Regions from separate parts of the Oryctolagus cuniculus genome. Here region 2 is linked to region 1. A link is a contact called in public Hi-C data. All regions are on one chromosome and are shown on one strand. Each heading gives the region's core, a stretch centred on a gene start, on an enhancer-like site or on the middle of the called end of the contact. The rest is flanking DNA. Distances are from core to core; before and after follow the strand shown. Region 1 overlaps KLF6 (KLF transcription factor 6). Region 2 has its middle 180 kb from the start of KLF6.

Evidence for each region. Hi-C and Micro-C count contacts between places; a contact is called where the count stands out from the background.
Region 2: a contact with region 1 is called in a Hi-C map of skin fibroblasts, with 4 times the contacts expected there. The contact joins two enhancer-like sites. A contact is called at or near these places in 2 of 6 Hi-C or Micro-C datasets (psoas muscle and skin fibroblasts).

The regions. Positions count from the first base shown.
Region 1 is chr13:92,841,565-92,847,671 of mOryCun1.1, forward strand. KLF6 (KLF transcription factor 6) reads left to right here. Exons shown (of 4, transcript XM_002720810.5): 3 at 142-265; 4 at 761-3,802. The coding sequence ends at 812. Among named protein-coding and RNA genes, the nearest start is that of KLF6, 8.1 kb to the left of the region's middle. Within about 2 kb of position 3,942, at least 4 of the 8 cell types and tissues checked have an H3K27ac peak or open chromatin away from gene starts, as enhancers often do.
Region 2 is chr13:93,017,362-93,023,218 of mOryCun1.1, forward strand. No RefSeq gene overlaps it. Among named protein-coding and RNA genes, the nearest start is that of KLF6, 180 kb to the left of the region's middle. Within about 2 kb of position 2,165, at least 1 of the 8 cell types and tissues checked has an H3K27ac peak or open chromatin away from gene starts, as enhancers often do.

The DNA.
Region 1 (6,107 bases), core at 2,692-5,191:
TCCTTTAAGCAGAGCTGGGTTATGGATTCTGGAGGCCCCTGGGGCCCCTAATTACGTGCTGCCCCGGCACGTGTTGGGTCTCCCCCTTCTCTCAGCGTGCTGGGGAGGTCATGGCTCACTTGTCATGTGCTCTCTTCCCAGGAGAAAAGCCTTACAGATGCTCTTGGGAAGGGTGCGAGTGGCGTTTTGCAAGAAGTGATGAGCTAACCAGACACTTCCGAAAGCACACCGGTGCCAAGCCTTTTAAATGCTCTCACTGTGACAGGTATGTGACACGTATGTGACAGGTAATGTGCATGAGAACTGTGTTGGAAAGATGTGTGGGACCGTGGGAATGCAGTGACCAAAACGGAGTAGGTGTGTAGTAGATGTTTGAAGAAAGACAGTTTCCTGCCGTGTGTTCCTATTCTTTCAAGTCTAGGATTTTGAGAAAGCCTTTCCTATTTTTAATTATCCATACTAAGAGAACCTGTACCATGGGTACCTACAGGGAGTTCCTTTATACTTTTTGAAAAGTGGCCTCCAAGAGTTTTGTAATTAGAAGAATTAGAAAGGAGGTCAGCTCTCATTCTCCAAAGAACTGGCCAGCTTAATTAATTCACATCCCGATCAGTTGGACTTCCTGTCCCTGAGAACACTGGCATTGACTAGAGGAGAGTCACCTTTGCCGCAGCAGAGGTTAGGTTGCAAGGAAGTGAGAGAGCGGGTCTGTGAGGAAGCGAAGGATGGGAACCTAACTGTGCGTCTGCTTTCCTCTCAGGTGTTTCTCCAGGTCCGACCACCTGGCCCTGCACATGAAGCGGCACCTCTGAGGGCGGAGAGCAGGTGAATCCTGTGGGCTAAAAGGCTTCCAGGCTGAGAGACGGCCGTGGAAGGAGGGATGCGTGTTCCAGCCAAAGCATGCCATTTTGCACCCTACCCAGTTGCCTCCAGGGCCTCTCCTTGGAAGGTCTTTCGAGGGCTAAAAAGTCATGGAGGAAGCGGCATAGCACCTGTGGTGCGTGGTGTTTGGGTGACCCTGGACTCGCCACTGGTACCTAACCTTCCGAGTGGTTCTTAAGCCTTTGCTGTGAGCATGCGCACTGAGAATGTTAATGGTTGGGTTGACTGTATGTTGAGGATCTATTACTGATTGTATGATGAGGCAGACTTTTTTTCCTTGTGGCGCCAAACTGCAAGAGACAGAAAAAAAGTAGTTTGAATGTTTTGTGTGTAAGGAATATACCATGAGATGAGACGACCACCAATCATTTCCTGGGAGGGTGTCCGCACCTTAGAAAAGAAAAAAAAAAACAAAACAATAAAAAACAACAACAACAAAAATACACAAAAAAAATAAAAAGAAAAAAAAAAGAAAGAAAAACTTGGAGGGTGGGAGTGGGAACTCAGGACCCCAGAGTGGCGAGTGATGTGGAGAGGGGGACCCCCTCCCCCTTGTTTTGTATGAGAGGGACTCTTGATGTCTGGTGCAGCTATTAAAACGTGCAATGTGTCAAGTAGCTTGTTTCACTTGCTACAACGGAGCTCATTTGTAACCCATTGTATAAGCTGTGTATTTACAAATATAACACAATGATAACTTTTCCTTATAATACAACGAGTCATGCATGGTCTGGGGAAACTATATGCTTTTCCATTTTTAAACCAAGACTGCAATCTTGATTCCAGTTAAGGAGCAGCTAAGATACAGTTTGTCTATTACAGCGATCCCTAGCCATCTGGGCCTGGCAAGACACAATTTTTTTCCCCCTTCAATTTTGTAACACTCCCTTCTCGAAAGGCATTGTGCAGCATAGGATTATTTTTTAAATGATTCTGAATTTGAATTAACTTTTTGGAGAATTTTGTGATGCCCTTTGAAGAAACTGGACATGTGTTGAGTGTCCAAAAGCTGGGCTAGAAATTGCTGGTCTAATGGTACATTAGGCTAAGAAGCTAAAAATTTTCTCAGTTGGGTGGATAAAACCACTAAAGCTTAGAAACTGTTTTCTCATGCAGCTATGTTTCTCTTATTTATGCCTTGAGGACTAATTTCTGGTTTTCTAGCTGTTAATGCACTGTTGACCTTCATAATGGTGCCTTATGCAAGTGACCCCGTATTGGGGGTCTCATACAGGGGTAAGGGTGATGCATGCTTTATTAAGGCTCTTTTTTCACCTGGCATTGTACTGTATCCATGTATAATACAGAAAAAAAATTCTCTCTGAGGTCCTCCTTCACAAAGACAAGCAGATGAAAACTCCCTTAAAACGTCAGTATTTGTTCAATATTTACACAACTTGACTGTCAGTGTTGAGATGGAAAACACGCGATGACTGACAAATCTGACCAATTCTGCCACCATGACACTTTCATATAGACCTTGCACACCAAGTGTACAGATCACACCGGCTGTATTTAATATGTAACATTTTCACACATATTAAAAGATACAGAAGTATAAAAAAAGTCAGTGTATTTGCTTAAAAGGCACAAGTTTCACATATCTATCTAGCTATCTGTTGGTAATACAGAAAGTATACTACTTTTAAAAAGTGGGCGGAATTCTTGTGTATGTATATTTGTGTGTACAGTATGTGTATGTGTATATATATTATATATATAGATAATATATAAATATTTTTTTTAAGGAGAAGCTAGAATGTTTAGCTAGAAAACTCTACAGCCTGTGAAGAAATATTTCAAAATGGCCATAAAGGAGGTAAAAAATGAAAACTATAACTTTTATAGAGGCTTTATCTTTAATTTAATGATTTGCTGAAGGCTTTCTTGGCGTTGAATCTATTCCAAACTGCCAGCCTACTCGTCTGTGTTGGCAGGTCTGGAATAGGGTACCTTTGGCCATTCAGAAGTGGCGTGAACACAATACTGGCACACTTGTTGAACTCAGACACACTAAGGTTTTGATTTTGAATTTCAGCCTTATTAGAACATTTAACCTAAGGGTAAGCTAATCACAGGGAATCTTTTTTAGAACATTTTTTATGCAGATGAAGCTATTTTTTTTTTCTCAGCATGTGGATTCTCCCAGTTTTTCCGGAAGTAATTTCCCCGAATTGGCATACCACAGCATGGACAGCTGATATTTCATCCAGCTGCTGGCTTGTGGGTGTGGATCTTTATACACACACACACACACACACACACACGTGAGTCTGGCTGAGCTGGTATTTTGTTTGATCTTCCTGGAAATGGGCAATGATTAAAGCTCACCTAACTGGTTTTTTATCTGGCTGATTAACACATTTACCTAGAGAACTCCTTTCATTTTTTTTAGGGGGGAAATGCACTTTTCTTTTGGCTATTCAAAATCCAAGCCCTTGATTTGCTGGGTTTTGGAAAACTCCTTTTTTGGCCCTGCTGTGTGCTTAGCCATAACAATTCCATTAAGCAAGACGGCAAACAAAAGACAGTAAAAACAAAAAACAAAAAAAAAACACTTGCACTGGCTTGTCTCACTTATGAAACACCATTGGGGTTGTTTAACTGGGTGGGGCTGGGTGCCATATATGTCAATGCCTGTAATTTTCATAATAAGCAAGTGCATAAAGAAGTACATTCTGTTCAGGTGATAACTGAGCCTCAATCAAGCAGAAACTTTTTTGCTTGAAATTAAAAAAAAAATTTCTATTAGTGAAATTTCTTTTTTTTTGGAAGCACCCTGTTCTCTAAAGAATCTTTGTAAGATTTTTGTAAAATTTTGTTTTACAAGATTTTATTTGAAATTGTTTTTTGCAAGATTGTTATATTTCTGTATGAATGTATTTTTTATTGGAATAACATAAAAGAATTCTTATCAGCATCTTGAGTCTGGTTGTTTTTCTGGGGGAGGTGGGAGGGAGGATGTTGAAACAAATTCCTGTGGCATTAATCATCTTGGCTTCCTCCTGGAGATTTCCATTGTGCAACCCTAAGGGCCATTTGCCTATTTCAGTCCCTTCCTCTCTGCTCACCAGAGCCCGTCCTGGGACCTGCAGTGAGGAGCCTGACACACTCTCTCTGAACTGCCTCCAGTGTTCTCCAGAGATTGACAAAACCACAACGCAGCTTTGGGGCACAGGAGGAAAACACTTGCTGCGTTTTATCTTCCTGTCACTCCAGCCAGGGGAATGTATTACAGAGGCATCCGCACAATGACAAACCCCAGTGACTCCCTTTCACTTCCCACTTAGCCGCAGCCCTGCTCTGGCTAAGCAGTGAGAGCCGGACGTGCCTTCCCTCACCTGGCTCGGCCACACACCTGGCTGAGGAGTGTCTGGGAGGAGTGAGTGTGATCGCAGGCAGGAAAGCCTTTCCCATGCCCTTCCTCAACCTGTTCTTCGTTATCACCCAGCCTGTGCTATTAACACAGAAAGTAAAAGATCATAGCACCAGAGGATTTTTACATCTTCTAAAGGCCAATGGGATGCCTTAAGTCTACCATTTGAACATGAAATACACAGCTTTGTGTCTTTTAAGACTGTTCTAGTGGGTAGCTTTTGATGTCAGTCTCAGTCTTACATTACTGCGTGCATCAGCTTGGATTGATGCATCTTGCAGTCCATTTTCAGACTCTATTAGCCCGCTCAGTAGTGACAGGGTAAAATCAATGCGTGTTTCTGTGGGAATGAGCTCCGTTCATATCTTGACGGTAAGGGTGCCCTCTGTTTAAGGTGGCTTCAGCGCGCAATGCTCCCCATCCTACTAGATCTTCATTTGGGCAAACGTGGAGTTCTGTAATTGGGAAGAGACGGTTTAAAGGCATGCCCACATTAGGAGTTTTAGGTCGTTTTCTTTCGTTAACTATGGTAACAACACCACCAGTTTGGAAGGAGTTGTGGTGGGGCACGGTGCAGGGAGCAGATGACATTTTTGCCAGGATTCATGGGTGTGTGTGTTCCGAAGCACATGTCAAGATGACTAATAGTTGGATTGCCCTAACTGTACAGTCTAAATAAAGTCCTGATAATGCATTCTCAGCTACTATAAAGACTTGACCACTTTGTCATGCAAAGGCTATGCCGAACAGCTAAGTTATGTTCAAATAAGGCCGTTAACAGAACTGTCGCACAGGGAATGAGCTGCAAAACTAGATTATTTATAGAAGTCTAAAATATTTCAGTCCGCCTAACAAATTTTTTGAAAACTAACTAAAAGAAAGGAAATGTTCTAGCTCTAATGAGCTGTGTGCTTTCGGACAGCACGCTGAGCCACATGGGCCTCAGTTGGCTTCTTGCTAAAATAGTTTGGGCTAGGTCACACATGTCTAGCATTTTCTATAGCACTACAATTCTGTGGTCTCTGAGTACAGGGTGGACTTCAAATTACACACTCACTATCTTCAGGGTGCTTGGTTTAGATCTAGAAAGCTTTCTCGTGTGCTACAGGAGAAAGTATCATTGAAGAAAATTGTTCTAAAAAATGGAAAAAATATCCTCAGGTTGACCTTCTCCCTTCACAGTTAAGTTATGCGGGCATTTGGTGCTTTATGACACACCATTTGGAAAGTAAAGACAGCAAACATAACACAACTTCTTTGAAAGGTACTCTTGTAGCTGTAAGTGGATCCAAGGTTTTCTGCGTTTCCACAATTCACCAACCTCTTTCCATGTCGAAGTGGCTAGCCCCTCTCTGCTCAAAGAACAATGGAGACAGTTCAAGAGAAGCTTCTCGCTCTTATATTTTAATTGCTGTAGAGAGAGAACAGCTCTTATACATAATTCCCTTCTTATGTTTTAGTATTATGCCCCCTTAAGTTATTTTTTAATAATTCTCCTTTCCAAACTGAATTGTTCCCTGCACAAAGTTTGATGATTACAATGAAGATGTCGATATCTACTAAATGCCTTAATCAGGATTTGGGAGGCGATATGTCTTATGTACATATTGCTTGTAGTAATACGGTATACAGCAACTATAAAACCCATTTTGTGGATGAGGAAAGCTGAGGCTTTCAGTGGCTATATCATTTTCCCTTCACTCAGCTAGGAAGCAGCAGGATCAGTGTCTGGTACAAGCCTCTTGGATGCCAAAGATCACATTTTCCAATCAGCGTCCTACCCTGTTTTTTGTCTTGCCCAACCTCTCATGAGTATCTTCTGTTCAATCTGTAGGACTCATCCTACAAT
Region 2 (5,857 bases), core at 915-3,414, 170 kb after region 1:
TTAAGACAAACTATTCAAAAAGGTCAATTTCTGAAGTCTTGCTTAAGTGGTTTTCTGTTCTAGCTTCTCATTTTTATGAATATTTGCTCTGTAAATGAAAATATTCTCAGTTACTCCATTCTACTCGAATCTGGTGACTAAACTGCTGTCTGTTCTGAGATATCTGAGATCAGAAGAGCTTTTCAGGTCATTTTAAATTTACATTAGCACAGCCGGCTCACCAGGCAAATCCTCCGCCTAGCGGCGCCGGCACACCGGGTTCTAGTCCCGATCGGGGCGTCGGATTCTGTCCTGGTTGCCCCTCTTCCAGGCCAGCTCTCTGCTGTGGCCCAGGAGGGCAGTGGAGGATGGCCCAAGTGCTTGGGCCCTGCACCCCATGGGAGACAAGGATAAGTACCTGGCTCCTGGCTTCGGATCAGCACCGTGCACCGGCTGCAGTGGCCACTGGGGGGTGAACCAATGGAAAAGGAAGACCTTTCTCTCTGTCTCTTTCTCTCACTGTCCACTCTGCCTGTCAAAAAAAATTTATAGTAGCACAATGTGTATAAGAAACCATAAGTACTGATAATACCTCCAGTTTGTCTTCTTAATGGTTCCTATGAAAAAGTCTTCACAATGAATACATAAAAGTACAGTGCATTTGGTTGGAAATTGTAAAAGTAACTAAAAATTAACCACATATTTTAAATAAACAGGTTACTACAGTATGCTTAGATGCTATAAAAATTAGTACATAAGGCATTTTCTTATAAACATATTGCTGTTGGACATACATTCAGCTGAGATGTATAGCCTGCATTCTTTTTTGTTCCTGTCCTAAATGGCACACACACATAAAGATGGCTTGATGGTAGGCAAAAGCTACTTCATGAAAAAACCTGATGCCCATGATCTCAAGCAGTACCTGTAGTTATGTCAAACAAGAAAAACAATTCTTATTTTGTCAGGCACGAAACACCTTGATTGTAATCAACTTTTGGTAACTTTAGAAAATCATATGGTGTCACTTTATTAAATGTCCATAGTTCTTTATGCAAGAGATGTGACATTATTTATAAATCAATGTTATTCCCAATGCTAGCAAGATTTTCTCTTTGTTGCTAGTATGATCTTTATATTAATACTACAGAAATATTTAGGACTTATTTATTTAGGATGTATATTGTTATAGCAACTACCTGGGGCACTATGCTAGATACTTAGGATACTAAAAAAATAAGATAGATTCTAGACCTTGCTTGGACCTCTAACAAGTGTAGTCTATTCAGGATCAGAGATACTACTTTCTAATTCAAAAATTTTTACTAAGTGTACTTTATACCGATACCCTAGAGAGAGAACAAGAAATCTACCGAGATCTTTGGCTCCTATATCTGCATACCTTGCATTTGTGAAGATCATTTGCTACTTATACGTAGACGTTACAAGAAGCAATGCCAACATCTAACATGGGGAGCTATAGATCAACTATGCCAGCAATGAAGCAAGTCCTGGCAAGTAGATTATAACAAGATAGTCTCCTAATACTCAGAAGAGAACCGATACCAAAACAGCTTTTGCAGATAAACAACAAAGATAAAATGTGATAGTAATGATGAGGAAATATGCCAAAAGCTATCATTCTGGAAATCTGTTCCTGTTTTATCAATTATTACTGTTCTTTTATAACTAAATGCAGTTCTCAGTAGTAATAAGGTAGGCCTCTTCCTTATTACTTCATGATTAGGACAAACATCTAATGCCAGTAGAAAACAAAGTTTTATACACCCAGTCATGTATGACGGAATCCTTCAGCCATCTCAGTCTCCATTGCCAAAACTCCCAGACGTTTTAACAAATCCAAGGAGGGAAATAATTTAGCCCAACTGTGATTCATCAGCTTGTCTACCAGTAGCACTTCTATTGCAAAATAGACATGGGAGACAAGTTTGGGGGAAATATAAAAGTCATAATTAATAGGATAGGGAAATAATTAGCCAGAGAAATTTAAAATAATAAAATAAAAAAAGACATGTGTCTGGGTTATCCTGAGACAGTCCACCACTGCATGAGATAAGGAAAGCACAAAATCCAGCCTCAGAAGATGACGAGGCTGGCGCAGTGGCATAGCGGGTTAAGTCACTGCTTGTGACGCTGGCATCCAATAGGGAGCCAGTTCAGGTCCCCTCTGCTCCACTTCTAACTGACCTCCCTGCTAATGGCTGGGCAAAGCAGAAAAAGATGGTCTAAGCGTGTGGGCCCATGCCACCCAGTGGACACCTGGATGAAGCTCCTGGCTACTGGCGTTAGCCTGGCTATGTGAGGAGTGAACCAGTAGATGGAAGATCTCTCTCTCTTTGTTTATCTCTCTCTCTCTGTGTGTGTGTGTGTGTGTCTGTCTGTCTGTCTGCCTGTCCTTCTCTCTATGTAACTCTGACTTTTGAATAAATAAATTAATTAATAAATCCTTAAAAAAAAAAAAGCAAAAGGACGAGGAACGCAGATCATCACTGTAGGCGGGACTTTAAAGCTGTTCAGCGAATCACACACATCTGAGCTCCTAGGATTTATTTAGGAAAGCAAAGTCCCGGTTCTCCTCCCAGAGACACTACAATAAAAAAAATTCATTTTAATGAGCTCCCAAAATGATGTAAACACAGACAAATTTTGGGAACTGCTCTCGATTTTGGAGGTTAGATGGAGCTGAGACTCAAATACATCACCAAGATGAAGGGCAAATGACAGTAGAAGGCAGTTTCTATACAATGTTTGTGACTTATATTCAAAAAGAGGTTGGTAACCATGAATCTTATTTTTTTCCTCCATGTCTCTTATGTTTCCCTATGCCTGGATTAACTTCAGGATGCCATCATTGTATTTATTTTCTGATGTAAGGGTACCTTTAATTGACAATTTAATGTGATTTCACTAAACACATATGTGTGTACAAATCTGTACCTGTATACATGTGTGAGTAAGTGTATATATTTGGTAAGGAACAATACAAACTGGAACAAATTCCTTTAATTTATGGTGAGTAAGAAAAATATTTTTACTCAGTAAGAAATGTTATGCTTTTCTATTCATTTTAATAAATGATTGAAAAACCTAGATTTGTAGGTGGAGGTCAGGATGGGAGGATATATAACCACTTGAGAAGTTAAAGACTTAACTAGTCCTCTATAGTAGATGGAAGGTAAACCATCATCTACCCTCCTACAGACCCAACTGAACAGAAGACTCAGGTTAGGTCATAGCCTAGGAGACAATACCTGGGTGTGATTTCATGAGGTCTGGCCCCAAAATCGGAGCTATGGGGGAAAATCTCTAGATGACAATGGCACTAACTTGTATTTCCTCTTCTCAGGGCAAAACAATGTTTACAAACTGGAGTCAGAGGGATATAGGAAGATTCAACTTCCAGCTCTACCCATGGTCCAGCCAATACACTAGTGGTGAATGATAAAAATTTAGTGCAAGCTAGCTTAATCGGAGAAGGGAAATTATATTTTTGTCACTGAGAAGGCAAGGAGTAGAGCTGGCCTGGCTATTTTGGTAAAAAAGAGCAAGGAGCCTCTTCCTTCCTTCCCTTTTATCTCCGTGTGGTTTCATTCTGCCTTGAGACAGATGCAGATGAGCTAACTACAGGGGATTAAGGGGGGGTTGAGTTGTGGACAGGTTCCCCCACCTTAGCCTGACAACTCAGTAAAAAAGAGCACGTGCCTGTCTAGCTGGTCATGTATGAATTCTCAGGGAGGATGATGATGAGTTAGATCAAAGCCACATGCTTATCTCTGAATGAATCGTTATAGCCAAAAGAGCACATAATTGGCCAATCTCTGACTGCATGCCCACCCCCACGCTCAGTGCATGATAGGGTACAATTTCAATCAGAGGCTCTATATGAGTGGGGGAGACAGTTCCCCGAGTTACAGGATTATGTTAGCAGAAGAAGAGGGAAAGAAATACTGGGCAGAGAGAAATATCCATTATAATCATTTACTGCACTTGCAACTTTGTCAAATTACTTAATTTCACAATGCCACACAGGGCTGTTATGAAAATTAGATGACATAAATTATATCAAGCCCTTGGCACATAGTAGATACTCAATCTGTAGCTGCTCCTGTTGCCCATCAGCTTTCTTCTGAAGCATTTGTAAACCATGGAAGTATATGAGAGCAATTCCCCAGGGAAAGAGTTTAATCACTCTATTAGATGGTGTTGGGGATAAGACTAACACCTACCTTGCAATCTGAGTTCAATCTTCGTATTGTCTGATAGATTTGTGATGTTTCATAGGCACATTTCCTGTTTTTAAAAAATTACACGTGCTGGCGCCGCAGCTCACTAGGCTAATCCTCCGCCTTGCAGCGCTGGCACACCGGGTTCTAGTCCCAGTCGGGGCGCAGGATTCTGTCCCGGTTGCCCCTCTTCCAGGCCAGCTCTCTGCTGTGGCCAGTGAGTACAGTGGAGGATGGTCCAAAGTCCTTGGGCCCTGCACCCCATGGGAGACCAGGATAAGTGCCTGGCTCCTGCCATCGGATCAGCGCGGTGCGCCGGCCGCAGCGTGCCGGCTGTGGCGGCCATTGGAGGGCGAACCAACGGCAAAAGGAAAACCTTTCTCTCTGTCTCTCTCTCTCACTGTCCACTCTGCCTGTCAAAAAATAAAAAAATAAATAAAAATAAATTACACGTGGAAATTACCTCCTGCACTTATCTATTCTCACTATGTTACTTAGCAGATTAAGGCGTGTGTCACAGACTGGGAACCTTGCCTTCTGTGCCCACAGGCTTGGTTCCTGGGCATCTAGCACTAGAAGCAGGTTTATCCCTACACGGAGTTGCTGGCTCTGTCCACTCCCATTTAAACCTCCTGAGCTTCTTGGCTAGGGCAGGAAAGCAGACAATCAGAGATTGCAGGGGGCAGCCGCTCAAGTCTTCTCACAAAATGTACCTCATCTCAGATGCCGAGTATGGCGAAGTCAGCAGGAGAGGGGTGGCATCGGTAGGGTACAAGGGTGCTGCAGTTCCTGCACTCAGTGGAGCTTGAATGTTAAAGCCCAAGTCCTTCCTTCATGCACTCCTTATTGCCTACTGTATACCTCCTCCAGAGCTCAGGCCTTCACATGGGTGGACTGGTACCAATGGGGTCACACTTCAAATTCAAGTGCCTTCCTCTATGTGATGTTTTCTCCATGTAACCCCTCACCCCCCAAAGGCTCCACCTGCCCCAAGCTCTTGGTTTCCCATCCTCCTGTGGCAGAAAGTAAGAAACACCTGCCCTGACCGCTGGCTTTTCCACTCTGTCTGGCTTTCCATAAGATCTTGCCAAAGGTGACACCATTCAACAACCTTACTTAATCCAAATTGAGGGAGATTCACGGTAGCACAGAGGAGCAGCTTGGGAAGTGTAACAGATTCATTGATGAATAATGAGACATACAAGATCCTGTGGAACACACAAGGGGCCAGTGTTGAGGTAGAAAGGCCCCAGCTGATGTTCATTTTCATCTTCAAAAGTGAGTATTTTGCTTGATGTACAAGGTGTAAAAAAAAGATTTCCAGTCCAAGGAACCAAAACATTGGAAATTCATGTAGTAGTTAACGGCATTTAAAAACACTGCCTATACAGAAAATGGAATTAAAGGTGATCAAGTCACAGAACCTCAGGAAAGGCACACAATGGGCAGGAGGCTGGAAAAGCAGGCGTGAGGCACTGTGAAGTGGACCTTCTGCATGAACTTGGGCAATTGGACTTAACTCTGGCTGTAACTTCCTCAAAATTCTCATTCCTTATTATTCTTGGGTGATCTCTGGGTTCCAGGATTCCTTTGCAAGGTTTTGTTTGTCAACCACGTGAGGTTCTTTGAAAAAG